Regions from separate parts of the Rattus norvegicus genome. Here region 1 is linked to region 2. A link is a contact called in public Hi-C data. All regions are on one chromosome and are shown on one strand. The core of a region is the stretch at or near the end of the contact, and the rest is flanking DNA. Distances in the headings are between cores, read along the strand shown. Region 1 overlaps Rora (RAR-related orphan receptor A). Region 2 has its middle 190 kb from the start of Vps13c.

Region 1 (7,085 bases), core at 3,592-6,091, 920 kb before region 2:
AGGTTAACAGAGGATCCAAGTCTACAGTTGCACGAAGTGACTGTCATCACTTATTCCCAACTCGTTGAGAACATGTGTTCCCTGAGGAGAGATGGCCACCTGTTCATCTCTGAGTGAAGGCCCCAGTCTAGTGGCTGACTGTAGGTGATTCAAATAGGATATACAGACATGGAATAGCCTCACATGAGATTAGGTGTAGCCCCCAAAGATCTGCTTAAGGGTTAAGTCAGGTGAGAAAGTAGTTCTTAAGACCAGAGTTCGCTCTTTTAGGGTAGAAAAGCATTCCTCTTCCATCTCCACAAAGCTGTGAGAGAGGGGGACTCTCCCCTTACAAATGCATTTCAAACATGCACATATTTTTAAATTTTTTAAAATCACATTTAGTTTGCTCTGTGTGCTTGCTTGTGTGGCTACAGTGTGTATATGCATGCATACACGCACGTGTTCCTGTGCATGTGTGGAAGTCAGAATGACTTACAAGACAGTGTATCTGACTGCAGCAGCAGAAGGTTCCAAGCCAATGAGTGGGCTGAGGAAGACCCAAGCGCATAGTAGCCACATGAGCAACCACGACGTGACAACAACCATCCTAGAGGCCCTGACTCGACAGAAAGGAGTACCATACAGGCCTCCATCTGACCCCTGCCACTTGTCATCTGAACCGACCCTCCCTGATGAAGTTCTTCCTCTCGCTCCTCTTAAGGCTCCCTAGGAGGAGAGCTTCCCAACAGCCAGCTCCCAGGAAGAGCAAGGGAGAGGGATGGAGCTCCAGCTTCCTGAGCTATGACTGCCTATCTCTCAGCCTCCAAGGACCCTTCAAGTCTTCAGGGTTGGTGTCTTCTCTGCATCAAGTGACCTTGATTTGCCTCCAGAAATAGGCGCAGGTACCAAAACTCATGAGCCTGATGCCAAGACTTAATGCTTCAGAGAGACTTCACAGTGCCAAAAGTGCCTCTCCGCACAGCGAGGCTCTCTACAGGAGAATGTCTTCTAAGTCTCCAACCCCTAAGAAGACTCCAGAACCAAAGAGAAGATGAGACACAGCCTGAAGAGGTTCTCTGCTTCCTCTCAAAGCTCTTCTGCCTAATGATAGACACAGCTCGTCCCCTGCACAGTTGGCTAAACAATGCTAGCTAAATATTCATTTCTTTCTAATGAGCTTAGTGCCAGGGTTTCCTGTGAAGCTACTGCACTGACTTGGTTTGGCTGTGTGTCCAAACCAGTGTTACAATATGGGGTTCTTACACATAACAAACAAACAACCAATCATGAGGAAGCATCTGCATTACCAGTGTTCACCCTGAAAATGCCAGTGTTTACCCGAGTGGGAAGATGTTCTGATGTTTTCCGAGGTCACTGTTTGAGAGGGTAAAAACTTGCTGAGGTAAAACTGCTCAAGAAAAAAAACAAAACAAAACAAAAAAACAATAAAGAAAGGTGAGAGAGGTGGAAGCACCATTAGCAGACTTGAACCAAATTCTGTTCCCATCAGGAAACTAAGGCAAGCAGGAGGTTGGGGAAGGCACGCTTTCAGTTGCGATCAGGCCTTGGTCACTCGGAGACTTTTCTAGAGAAACTCCCATTCCATCATATTTATTTACTCAGTGACTGACAGGGACAGAAGGCCCGAGACTGAGTAACAGGTAAGTCCCCTTGCTTTTTGTGCCATCACCCAGTGCCGAGTTTCTTCATGAAGAGCAAGTAGGCAATTTCCATGCTTCAAGTTTGACATCCACAACTTGAGTTTGCCTGAAGCTACGACATAGTGAACTGTGCGGCTCCCTTCAGATCTTGCAAGCTACCAGCCATTGGTTGGGGTGGGTAACCGGTTGGGAAACCACGCAGGAAAAGACAGCTTTTGCAAATGACTCAGTAGGTGGTTCGGACTCTTGTGACTCAGAACCAAGCCCATGGCTCAATCCCATGCCAAGACTCCCTGGAATGGTTAGATGCTCTTAGCCCGGCTGGTATGTAATACTGAGGACCTCTGGTGTTTGCCTGATGGGAGACAAATGTCTCCTCTGATAAGTCTCCAGGACTGTGAACCAGAGCTACAGCAAAATTCACTTAGTGGCCAGTCCTGCTTTCCCCAAAGCTCCAGAGAGTTGTTTGTCTGTCTGTTTTGAAATAGTTTCATGTAGCCCAGGCTAGCCTCCAGCTCGATATGTATTGAGGATGCCCTTGAGCTCTTGATCCTACTTCTACCTGCCAGGTGCTGGGAACAGGCATATGATGACATTCTACCCAGTGTATTCGACCTTGTGCTTTGTGAATGCAAGACAACCCCACTGGAGAGTTTTGATGCTTTCTCTGTCATGCAACTTTTCATTTGAACATTTCCTTCCTTACCCATTGGCTTCCTCCCACCTCTCACAGTCATGGACTTGTAGACACTGACTTCCTAGCTCTTCCTTTGTTTCTGCTGCTTCCTGGAGTTGTGTCTCTGAGCAAGACTCCCACTAAGGATATCTAACAGCAACAGCTACAACTTTCACCCCCTTACTATTCCTCATCAGACTTCCTCCTAGCTCCCATAGAAATGCTGTTTGTACCTCTTGTCGTGGAGAAAGCATCCAGTCCTATTCTTAAAGAGGCGATGTCCTCCCTTACTCTGCTATGGTCTAGGCTCTGGGTGATTTAGATGAATCGCTCACTCCTCCCTTTGAGCACTGTCCCCTCTCTTGTACTTTTTCCATCCCCCATTACTTAAGACACCCTTTCTCTGTCTCCTGAGATTCTGCTGTCCCACCTTCCAGGCCTGGAACACAAACCAGCCTCCTCCTCTCTCAAGAGGCATCCACACGTATGTCTTGATCTCTGACTCCACATCTGGTTGGTACTCTCCTATGGACATAGAACACTCTATCCTGAACAGTAGGCATTTGTAGGAACAATGGCGGTTGTCCTTCTGGAATGTTCCTCAGGGAAGGGCTGCTGGTAGGTAGGCATGGGGAGATAGGTTCTCCTTATTTCCCACCATTCCGGAGCATACAAATTTGTACTACCGGGCAAACGGGTGAAGTCGGAAAATCTAGACGGATGTTCTCAAATTCTCTCCAACTGTGGAGTCCCATCGCAGAGGTGGCTGCACATCAGTAATAAAAGCCAGGCCGGCAACAAGCTTTTCGGAGGCGCTGGTGTGATACATTCTGTTGGCCATGGGCTGTCTTTGGGTGGGTACAGGCAGACTCACACAAACCAGATGTGCATCTGCTTAGAAAGGACCCGGAGAGGCTGGCCTCCCCCGTTTCTCAACGTGATGAGAGGTGCCCTGGAGCCCTGCAGCTCACAGTTGTTCTGGAAAAAAAAAACCCACTTAGCACAGCCTCAGTTCTGGCTCCTTAGCATATGGATGGCAGTGGTGGGCTGTGGTACCCTGTTGGCAGTAAGCCAGGAGAGAGCTGAGGTTTGGCTTGGCTTTGCTCAGTAAGCAGCCTGGGCCTGCACTAACAAGGTCCCTGGCAGTTAACAAGGCTGTTGCCTGCCTTACACGGGAGGTACTGTCCGGAGCCTGCCTCCTACTGGACTAGTAGATGTTAAATACAGTAGAGGTCATGAGGCAGACATTGCTAAAGTTTTTCTTCTTAGTGCCCTTCAGGAGGCTAGCCAGCTACTTTCAAACTTAGCAAGGATCAGAGAGTCTCAGAGGCTTTATGCAAACACATATTGCTAGTCCAAACTCTGAAATATCTGACTTGAAATCCTTGGGCAAGGATACAGAATTTATATTTCGTTCTCAGATGATGCTGATAGGACTATTCAAAGAACTCCACTCTGTGAACCATGGTATTACGATATAAGTCTGTAGGTTTAGCCCCATTACAATGAATCCCTTGGACTGGGGAGATGGGGCAGTCAGTAAAGTGCTTGCCTTAAAATCATGAGGATTAGCCCGGCAGTGGTGGTGCTCCGGATGCAGAGACAGGCAGATCTCTGAGTTCGAGACCAGTCTGGTCTACAGAGTGAGTTCTAGGATAGCCAAGGCTACACACAGAAATCCTGTCTTGAAAAACCAAACCAAACCACAACACCGACTGCCCCCCCACACCAAAACCATAACCCACATTTAAAAGCCAAGCATGTGCTTGGATTGCCTGTAATCTTAGCACTGGAGAGTCCAAGAGTGGGATCTCTGGGGCCTGCTGGTTAGCAAGTATAGCCTAGTAGAGAAAGTCCAGGCTAGGGAGGTACTCTGGCTCAAAAAATAAGGCCTGTTTCCAGACTAATTTGAATACACACACACACACACACACACACACACACACACACACACACACACACACACTCAGTTCCCTGCTTTGCTACAGAAACTATCTTTCTTTCTACGCTGCTGGCTGCACTGACCATTTCTCACCTAGAACAACAACAAAAAGAGCCCTTTAATTGCACAGCCAAGCTTGACTTGACTGAGCCCTAACTATGTGCCAGGCACTGTTCTAAATCCTTAACACATTATTAGCTCATTTAATCCACATAATTCTATGCAATAGGTACCACGATTATCCCCATTTTAGAAATAATAAATCCCACAGGGGGCCCTTAGGAAATACTTTCTGAATGAATGAAGGCAGGCAGGATCGGGAAACATTTATACCATGTGCTACGGGAAGCTTGTTTCCACGCCAAGGGAAGCCATCAGAAAGTGAAGAACTGGCTTGTCAACCAGTTGTTTGTTCCTGTACGACACCAAATAACCCATGTGCCTGCCATTGGCCGCCTGCTCTGGCTCTGCGTAGACATCTCCTCACTGGGAGGGAAGCCAGAGTTAATCTCTCACAAAGGGTGGTTTAATAATAACCAGACACTGGAGGCAAACAGAAAGGAACACAGTGATCCCACGCAACCCCAGGAAAAACGGGCTATTCGGGCTCACAGTGTGTGCACTGCCAACTGGGGAGGGCCCCTGGGGCTGCCTGAGGTTTCTTAATTTTTATTCTAAAAATAGCCCAAGCAGGTGTCCCTCCTGGTTATCCCCAAATGCACCAGTGCAAGCCTCTACTGACGCCTCTCACTCTCAAACAACACTAACGCTCCCATTGGAATGGAAACCAGGTCATCTCTGGAAGACTATAAATGGACAGCCCCTCTCTGTCTATTACTTATTAATGTTTCCCCGCCTTTTGCGCAACCAGCCTTGAGGCCCAAACAGAGAAATACCCCCTACATAAAGTTACCAGTATGGATAAATAAAACATCAGACTCAAACTGGTAGCTTTATCCTCCCCTGCTGGAGCAGGGTAGGCTGTGCTGCTAGATGCTACACACAGCTATCCTCAAAGCGCAGCCCTTGGAGAATGAAGGGATGCACTCTTCCCAGAAGTTACTCATCTTTGCCTCTGTGGAAGATTGCTCTTGTCTGCGATGGATGGCAAGAGGTGATCACAGAGTGATTCTTAACCCGAGTCCCTTGGAGTTGGGCAAAGCAAGGTTGGCATTGCTGATGAAGAGCCTCCCCATACAATATGCATGCTCTGTGGCTACTGGGCCTCAAGAGTCACCATGGAAATACCAGCCGCAGAGAAATGTGTGTGAGAGAAGAATCAGAGTCCCTCTGTAAAGTTCCACAGAGATGTAATTATGCAGGATCCAAGCCTATCTGATGTAGCTACTCTGGCATTCATCACTCCAGGGAGCCCCTCTGGGTCAAGGGGAGAGCCATGCCCAAAGCTGTATCATTCCCTCCACCTCCTCCTGGCTGCTTACAAACAGTTCTTGCTTCATTGGAACAAAGTCTCAGAACAAGGTCTCAGCCTGGTGTGAGGCAACGTGGGGGGCTGTTCTGATGGAGAGACCTGGTGTCATTCTTGGCACCAAGGTGTGTCTCTCTGTAACTCACCAGGATGATGGAGAGAGAGAGAGAGAGAGAGAGAGAGAGAGAGAGAGAGAGAGAGAGAGAGAGAGAGAGAGAGAGAGAGAGAAAGAGAGAGAGAGAGAGAGCCCACACATCTCTCAGGTCTTCTTCCTCATTGAAAAGCTGGTCCTCTCTTTTGCCCACAGTGGAGAAGCCTAGTCTGGTAATCTGTCTGTAATGGTCTCAGTCTGTGCAGAAGAGCATTCGCAGTGCAGAAGACAGCACCCCGACTGCTGTGGATGGAAGGGAAACTGGTGCTCAGAGGTGTGAGTATGTAAAGGCTTGGGCTCCGGCGGGTGGCACTGCTTGGGGAGGTGGTATAGCCTTGCTGGAGGAAGTCCATTGTCAGAGGTGGGCTTCGAGGAGTTCCTATCCCCACGCCCCATGCACACCTCCAGTTCAATTTCTTCGATTCGAGTTTGCAGTCAAAGATGTGATCTCTCAACTTCCTTCTTCAGTTGCTGCTGCCAGGCGCCCCTGCCATTATGAACCCCCCTTTTGGAATGGTAAACTGAGATAAACTCTTTGTCAAAGTGATGGAAAATTAATCCACTCCAATCAGTCCCCACTGGAAACTATGTAGGGTGCCCCACCAGGTCTCTTCTACTTCAGCAAGGGGCACTGCCTGGGTCCTTGTCTTAAAAGTCATCTGTTTCTTGTGCAAAGAATTAAATGCCTCCAAAAAAGATAAGAATAAAGAATGAATGCCTCTTATGTTAGTAAAGATAATCGATAATCAATAATGGTGAAATATGCAAGACGGGCATTTTGGTGGAGCGGGAGACAATGCTAAAAACTCCAGATGCCAAGAATCACACATCTGAAACCAACCAAATGACGTCATGTCCACACATAGAAAGTATTTCCACCATAAGCTTTGGCTCTTGCAGGGGAGTTGTTTTTTTGGGGGGGGCGGATTGCAAGTATTTACTGACTGTGGGCCAGGCACCCTATAGAATGCTCAGTCTAGACTGCCTTAGTTTGTCCTAATTGCTTTATGAAGAATATTTCATTAGGACAGACCCATAGAAACTGAGGCACATAGCTGCCAAGTGGCAAAACTGGAATCTGAACTCAGGAATACCCAGACTGCCCCTCCTCCACCACTTGACCTTTTGCTGAGTCTACTGCTGTCCAGATAGCCAGTGTAGGAATTTGATTTTTTTTTCCCCCTAGAAGTCAGCACAGCACTGAATCATGGCTATCACTGAAGAGTTATCTTTCTCTGAGCAAT
Region 2 (6,836 bases), core at 2,685-5,184:
GTCTAAACACAGACAACTTCTCATCTGAGAGAAGATTGAAGCCAGACGTCCCTGGGGACTCCTGAGCAGGTACCGTAGGGCAGACTGGGTCCTGTGGACAACCTGTCTTCACCATGGATTTATGTTGGACACCCCAGCTGGAGCCACTGACAGAATTCATCTAGGGAGGCAGCCATCATTGTCTTCAAACTTTGCAGACTATGAGACGGAGGAAGACCCTGAGAAGTGGACTCACCCACTGGAGGGCACCTCTCTCTGGGGTAGGGCTGCTGAGTGCTTACCAGGTGCCCCAAGCAGATCATCATGGAGGCTCCCTTTGTGCACGACATTAATCTTCTCAGTCTGACTGGATCTTGAATCAGCTGAGAGACACACTACTGTGAATGACTGTGGGGTCATTTCTAGAAAAGGACGGGCTGAGGGGAGAAGACTCTTCCCCATAGGGCATAGCAATTTCCAGTGGCAGCCTGGATACAAAGAGGTTCAAGGAAAAGGCAGTATTTCTTACCTGCCTGCCTTCACTTCTAAATAATGAGTGTGTCCACCATCTGCTGCTGCTGCCGCCACTGCCGATGATGATGTTGCTGCTGCTGCTGCTGCTGCTGCTGCTGCTGCTGCTGCTGATGGTGATGATGGTGGTGGTGATGATGGTGGTGGTGATGATGGTGATGATGGTGGTGATGATGATGGTGGTGGTGATGATGGTGGTGGTGATGATGGTGATGATGATGGTAATGATGATGATGATGATGATGATGACAATGACGATGATGACAACAATGACCATGGTTGTGATAGGAGTGCCATCCTTTGCTGACATCAGAACCCAATTTCTTTGTCCCTCCAACATGGTCTAAAGACTAGCACTTCCCAGGATCCATCCAGTCTGTTGCATCCATCAGTCAGATTGGAACTGCTGAGGTACTCGGCTTCATGCATGGAAGAACCAGAGGGTCTCAGCGTCTCTAGTATGCAAAGGCCGTTGTTGGACCATCCGCTTGTTTACGTAAGGCGATCTAGTTACGCTCCTTTGCACAGATATCCATTCGATCAGTTCTGTTCCTCTAGCGAACATGAACACAGTGTGTGCCTCAGTCAGTCTGCCTGCAGGCCGCCATCCACCATGCTGTAGAGATGGTACCAATCCCTGGTGGGTCTCAGCTCTCAGCCTAGAGGGCCTCTGCTGGGTTGGGTGTCCTTTCTTGCTACTGAAAGCCTGAGAGATGCAGGCTGGGGGAACTAAACACAGAACTCCTCTACACATACCTTCACCAACCAAGTGGGGGAAAGCTAGGATGAAGCAGGGTTCGGAGAAGGCCTGGCCCATGCTAATGCCCATAGACAGGACCTGGGCTGGTGTTCCTTCCTCCAAACACAAGCACGGACCCGCCCTGTGTCTTCATCACTAGACCCAGACAGCGTACAAGATTCCAGGAACAATTCCACACCAGAGTTTAGATAGCTGGTGCCTTAGCTCCCATCTGAGGTGGGAAAGGCTGTGTGTGCCTCTGTAGCTCACATTCCCTCAGTGTTTCCCGTGTGTGAAAACACACACACATCGGAGGATACACAGCCCCAGCCAGGTAACCTTTCCGAGCCAGAGGCCATGCCCTCCTCCATTTTTGTCCCACACTCACTTACCAGAGCAAGGGTTTCTCCTCAGGCTCAGCACCATGGAGCTGTGATAGCATATCTTCCCAATCCTCCAGACAGGAAGGACTGTGTCTAGGTCACCATCATTCCCAATAGTACCTGGTCAATAGTGTACCAAAGAGATTTATAAGAATAGAACCCTCAAAAACTTCCCTTATTTGACAAATAAATGACATTTGTAGGTGTTCATTTCTAACACCTTCTGTGGCCTGCAACGGTACCCACACTCATATCCACATACCCGCAACACACACTCACACACACACACACACACTCACACACACACTCACATCCACACACACACTCACACACACACACACTCACATCCACATACCCCCAACACACCCACACACACCCACACACACTCACACACACACACACTCACACACACACACACTCACATCCACATACCTCCCAACACATACTCTCACACACACACACTCACATACACGCACACTCACATCCACATATGCCCCAACACACACACACACACACACACACACATACACACACACACACACACACACACACACACACACAATTTCAAATAACTATTTTGAAAAGAAAAGGAGGGAGGAAGGGAGAAAAAGTCAGCTAGAGGTGGGAAGAGACAGTACTTTTATACTTAACAGGACAGAGCCTGCCCTGCACCTGCTAATGGGCTATGTGGTACGTTTGATTTTCACCTGTCAAGCATCCTCAGTACAACCCCTCCTACTTCTTCAGAATCCAGCAGTCCTTCGCCGCCCTACCTCCTCACACCAAAACTAAGAGTGTTCACAAAGTCCAGGGCCGAGTCTCCCTTGCCCCATTCTGCTCCCTTTGAACTGAGCTGCAGGCCCTCCCAGTCCTGAGACAAAGTGTCAGCCAGAAACTTAAGTTGCTGTGCCATCGTGTGGCTAATGAAAGGACAGCATGCTCGGTACAGAGCTAAAGAGGGGAGACAATGAGACATCCAACCAGACAGTTAAAGTCCCTAAGAGACATGGGCACCTCCTCAAAGGCTGTCTAGGTGTCAATTGGACTTGGAATGCCCCAGATTTATACATGGGACACGAACATCCTGGATTTCTGGGTGCTTTTGTTTTGTAAAACTGTGTGATTAGAAGCCGTCCTCGAGTATGCCCAGCACATGCCTCCTCGAAGGGCACTCCAACCCACCCAAACAAGCCGTGTTCCATTTTATGAAGAGCATTAGGAAGGAGGGGCGAGGTTTCCTGAGAGCCCCATGCTGGAGCTTGAAGGTCATAGGGTCAGGTTTTCTCTAAAGTCAAACCCAAGTTCCTACTTCAGTAAAGGACTGTAGGAAACAGTCATGAGCCGTGCCTCTTGATCAGGTGACCTGAGATCAAGTCTTAAACTTCAGCACACCCTCGCTCTGGGTCTCATCATCCTCTCTGTGAAGTGGGAGAGCCAGGAGTCATGATCCCTGCCTGTGCTTCAAAGGCAGCAGAAGCAAAGGGTCTAACATGTGCAGGAGCACAGTGGGGTCTTTAGAGTCAGCGGGAATGGGACAGGACACCCCATGGTGCCTGTCAAATGTTTCAGTGTCAGACATGATTCACGTCCGGCAGTCGTTCAAAGTCAGGGCCCTGAAAACCAGAGCAGGAGAAAGCAGAAGGGGCACGCCTGAGTTAGGGGGAGCAGGACACCTCACAACCACCTTCAGGTTGGAGTAGGAGAGCCTGGTACAGTGTGACTATCCCAGCCAATGGCCAGCCAGTTACAATTCAACAGGGACTTAGGCATCATCAGCTCTGAGCTTACTAAAGCTCTACCTTCAAATAAACCCACTATTTCGACCATAAAGATGTATGTTCTGGGCAGGGTGGATACTTCCCCTTCAGGAAATGTCCCCAAATCCCAGTGTTCATCATAATTCATCCCCAAAGCACCATTTCAAAAGGAAATGAGACTGTAGCAGGAAGGCCGGTTCTAAAGGCCGGAAGTGGATGGAGGACTAGTAGGGGAGGACTAGTATAAGCAGGAGTGGAGCTGAGGGAGGGTGGGGACCAGAGATGGAAGAGACAATGCAAACTGTATGTTACTTTGTACCCTACATTTACAAATAAATTAAAAACGCCAATGTCCTGACCTCAGATCCCGGCAAAGTAGGGATGCCACAGTCCTGATTCTTTCCAGGAAATCTTGAGAGCTACTTCCGAGGAAGCCTGCACCCCAGGATGCCACCCAAATCCCCCTGAGATGCCAGGACCTGTCCTGTAGGTCTGGGTATCAGATCTTCTTCAGAGAGCACGCACAGTTGGTGGCGTGTGCCCTCTAGTGGAGTATCAGGGAAAGACAGTTCGGAGTGGACAAAGAAAAGCACCAAAACAACTCAGGCCCTGTGGGGTTTCCTTCCAGGTTTCTTCCCCTCCCTGCGCCCCCGCCATCCCCACCCCCCAACCCCGGACTGCAGGGCCCCTGCACAAGGCTGCTTCCACGTTGGCTGGTGGCGCAGGCTGCGGGGGCCTTGGACAGTCCGGGCCAGGAAATGACCTTGGATGTGTAACAAGTTGCAGAAACCTTGGAAAATTTTCCGAGCAGCAGCTCGTTCCAACCTCCAAGAAAAACAATATAGTTTGATGCTTTGGGAAGTCTTTCTCCCTTGATGTGTTCCACACGTGGTTCTCCTAGATCCTGGAATTTCCGAGGCTGGGCAGCAAAGTCAGGCAGAACTTCCCCAAAAGGATGTCTAAAACCCAAAACAAATAGTGTCTTTTTTTAAGTGTCTCGTTTCATTTGCAAAATGCTTGGTCCCTTCAAAATATAAAATCCTTTTTTTATTAGTTCCTTTTTAAAAATCCATTCTGTAATACATACAGTGGATTCCAGAAATCCCTCAAGAAGATGTGTGTGATCAGGAAGGGGCCTACACTTGCATGTAGAAGGTGCCGGTTAAAACAGAATTATCGGAATCAAAGAGATTGGTAAGGATCTGAGTTTGGACTCAGCACCCATTAAAAGGCCAGGCACATCCGTTGCTCACCTGTAATCCCAGCTCTGGCAGAAGGCGCTCTAAACCCATCTGGTCAGTCAGTGTAGCTCAACCTGTGAGCTCTGGGTTCACTAAGAGGCCCTGTCTCTAAAAGGAGGGACCAGAGACTAAAGGAAGACACCAACATTGATCTCTGGTCTCTACATGCACCACACATGGGCACACACACAAACAAATACACACACATACACGGGAGCGGGTGGAATCGTTTGAAGCAGCATGTGAGGGTTCTTATCATTTGTTTTTAACATGCCTGTTGCAAGTAGTTTATTTGGCCTTTTGGATACCAATACAACATAGTAACTGTAATTACAATATTTAAACGTAGCTCTTTAACATGAATGCTGGGTCAAATATTTACAAACACAAAGAGTACTAGCACTTAGTTACTATAACTTAGTTACTAGCTACCCTCTACTTGGTTCATTACCCCCCCCCAATACTGTACACATAGTATCATTTACCTCTAAGGACAAATCAGGTATTATTATTATTATTATTATTATTATTATTTTATCTTTACTATTAAGGCTGAATAGGCACAGATTGGCTGAGTGGGGATTCATTGGGGTATGGTGGTCAAGAAGGGCTGTAGTCTCTCCACACTGCTCTATTGCCTTCCGTCCATGTGTGGGACATGCTGACAGGAATAACCCGTTCATTTATAAAGTACCCCACACGCAATGATGCCGGCCAAATAAGGCAAATTGTCATAACAAGTAAAATTCCTGATCTGAAAGATCAATTTAAAGCAAATACTTAAAAGCAAAGGATATGGTGCAGGCACTGAGCAAAGGGGGTCACACGAAGACACCTTTGGGAAAGAAACATGAGTCTGAATGAATGTGCACGTAAGCCTCTGTGTGTGTGTGTGTGTGTGTGTGTGTGTGTGTGTGTGTGTGTGTAGGTAGGTAGGTAGGTAGGTAGGTAAGTTGGGTATCTTCCCCTGTTGCACTCACCTTATTTTTAAGACAAGGTCTCTCACTGGATCTGCAGCTCATCTGTTCTCCACAATCAGCCAGTGAGCCCCCAGGGGCCACTTGTCTCTGCCCCTCCAAACTCCAGTTGCCACACCTGACTGTTTACACAAGGTCTGGGGATTTGAACACGGGTCCTCATGCTTCTGCAGCAAGTGCTTTATCCACTAAGCCATGTCCCGTAAACCTACATATGAAATCCTGAATATCAAAATCCAACTGTGAATAAAAGAGTGGCAAGCAATCCCAAGAAGACACATCCCAGCTCCACCAAAAGCACAGTGTTCGAAGCACAGACTAGAGAATACAAATAAATAAACAGATGGTTTCTAAGAAGAAAACAAAAGATGGCTTGGGGGGATAGTAGCTGGAGAGATGGCTCAGTGGTTAAGAGCATGAGCTGCTCTGGCAGAGGACCCAGGTTCAGCTCTCAGCACCCATGTGGCAGCTCACAACTATGTACAGCTGTGGGCCCAGGAGATCCAATGTCTTCCTCTGGTCTCTGCAGACACCAGGTACACGTGTGTGCACAGACATACAGACATCAGGTACACGTGTGTGCACAGACATACAGACATCAGGTACACGTGTGTGCACAGACATACAGACATCAGATACACGTGTGTGCACAGACATACAGACATCAGGTACACGTGTGTGCACAGACATACAGACACCAGGTACATGTATGTGCACAGACATACAGACATCAGGTACACGTGTGTGCACAGACATACAGACATCAGGTACACGTGTGTGCACAGACGTACGTGCACACACCACACTCATGAAATAATAACTCTTTATAAGAAACAAACTGCTCTGGCTCCTCTTCAGCAACTCATCGGCACTTACCAAGACACAGTAAATGATGTAAAAAAAAATAACCTGAAATGATTAATTAATCCCACACCTCGCCTTTTCCTAAGACGAAATGCCTTCAGTGCCAGGGCCTGGTGCTGGGTCGAAGAGAGAATTTAGTTAGCATTTATAAACTGTCAGTGAGGATAATTTTCAAGAAGCACAAGATTATTTTAACTCGAGAAGCCAATTCAGCATTTATAAAAGGCAACTGAGCCCATCAGCACACCTGTCCGTTTCTCTCTGCATTAGTAAGACTGCACCTCCTGGTTTAACCGTAAAGTGTGCAATCCAAGTGTGTAGATTCATAATTATGCACATATCAATAGGGTATGCGTGAATCAGTG

Evidence for each region. A called contact is a pair of places that touch in the nucleus more often than the background predicts.
Region 1: a Hi-C map of psoas muscle shows a contact between it and region 2, with 5 times the contacts expected there. The contact joins two enhancer-like sites. A contact is called at or near these places in 4 of 12 Hi-C or Micro-C datasets (kidney, liver, mammary epithelial cells and 1 more).

Annotation. Positions count from the first base shown.
Region 1 is chr8:78,467,802-78,474,886 of GRCr8, reverse strand. All of the region lies in intron 1 of Rora (RAR-related orphan receptor A), which reads right to left. Among named protein-coding and RNA genes, the nearest start is that of Rora, 290 kb to the right of the region's middle. Within about 2 kb of position 4,841, at least 41 of the 93 cell types and tissues checked have an H3K27ac peak or open chromatin away from gene starts, as enhancers often do.
Region 2 is chr8:77,548,534-77,555,369 of GRCr8, reverse strand. No RefSeq gene overlaps it. Among named protein-coding and RNA genes, the nearest start is that of Vps13c, 190 kb to the right of the region's middle. Within about 2 kb of position 3,934, at least 9 of the 93 cell types and tissues checked have an H3K27ac peak or open chromatin away from gene starts, as enhancers often do.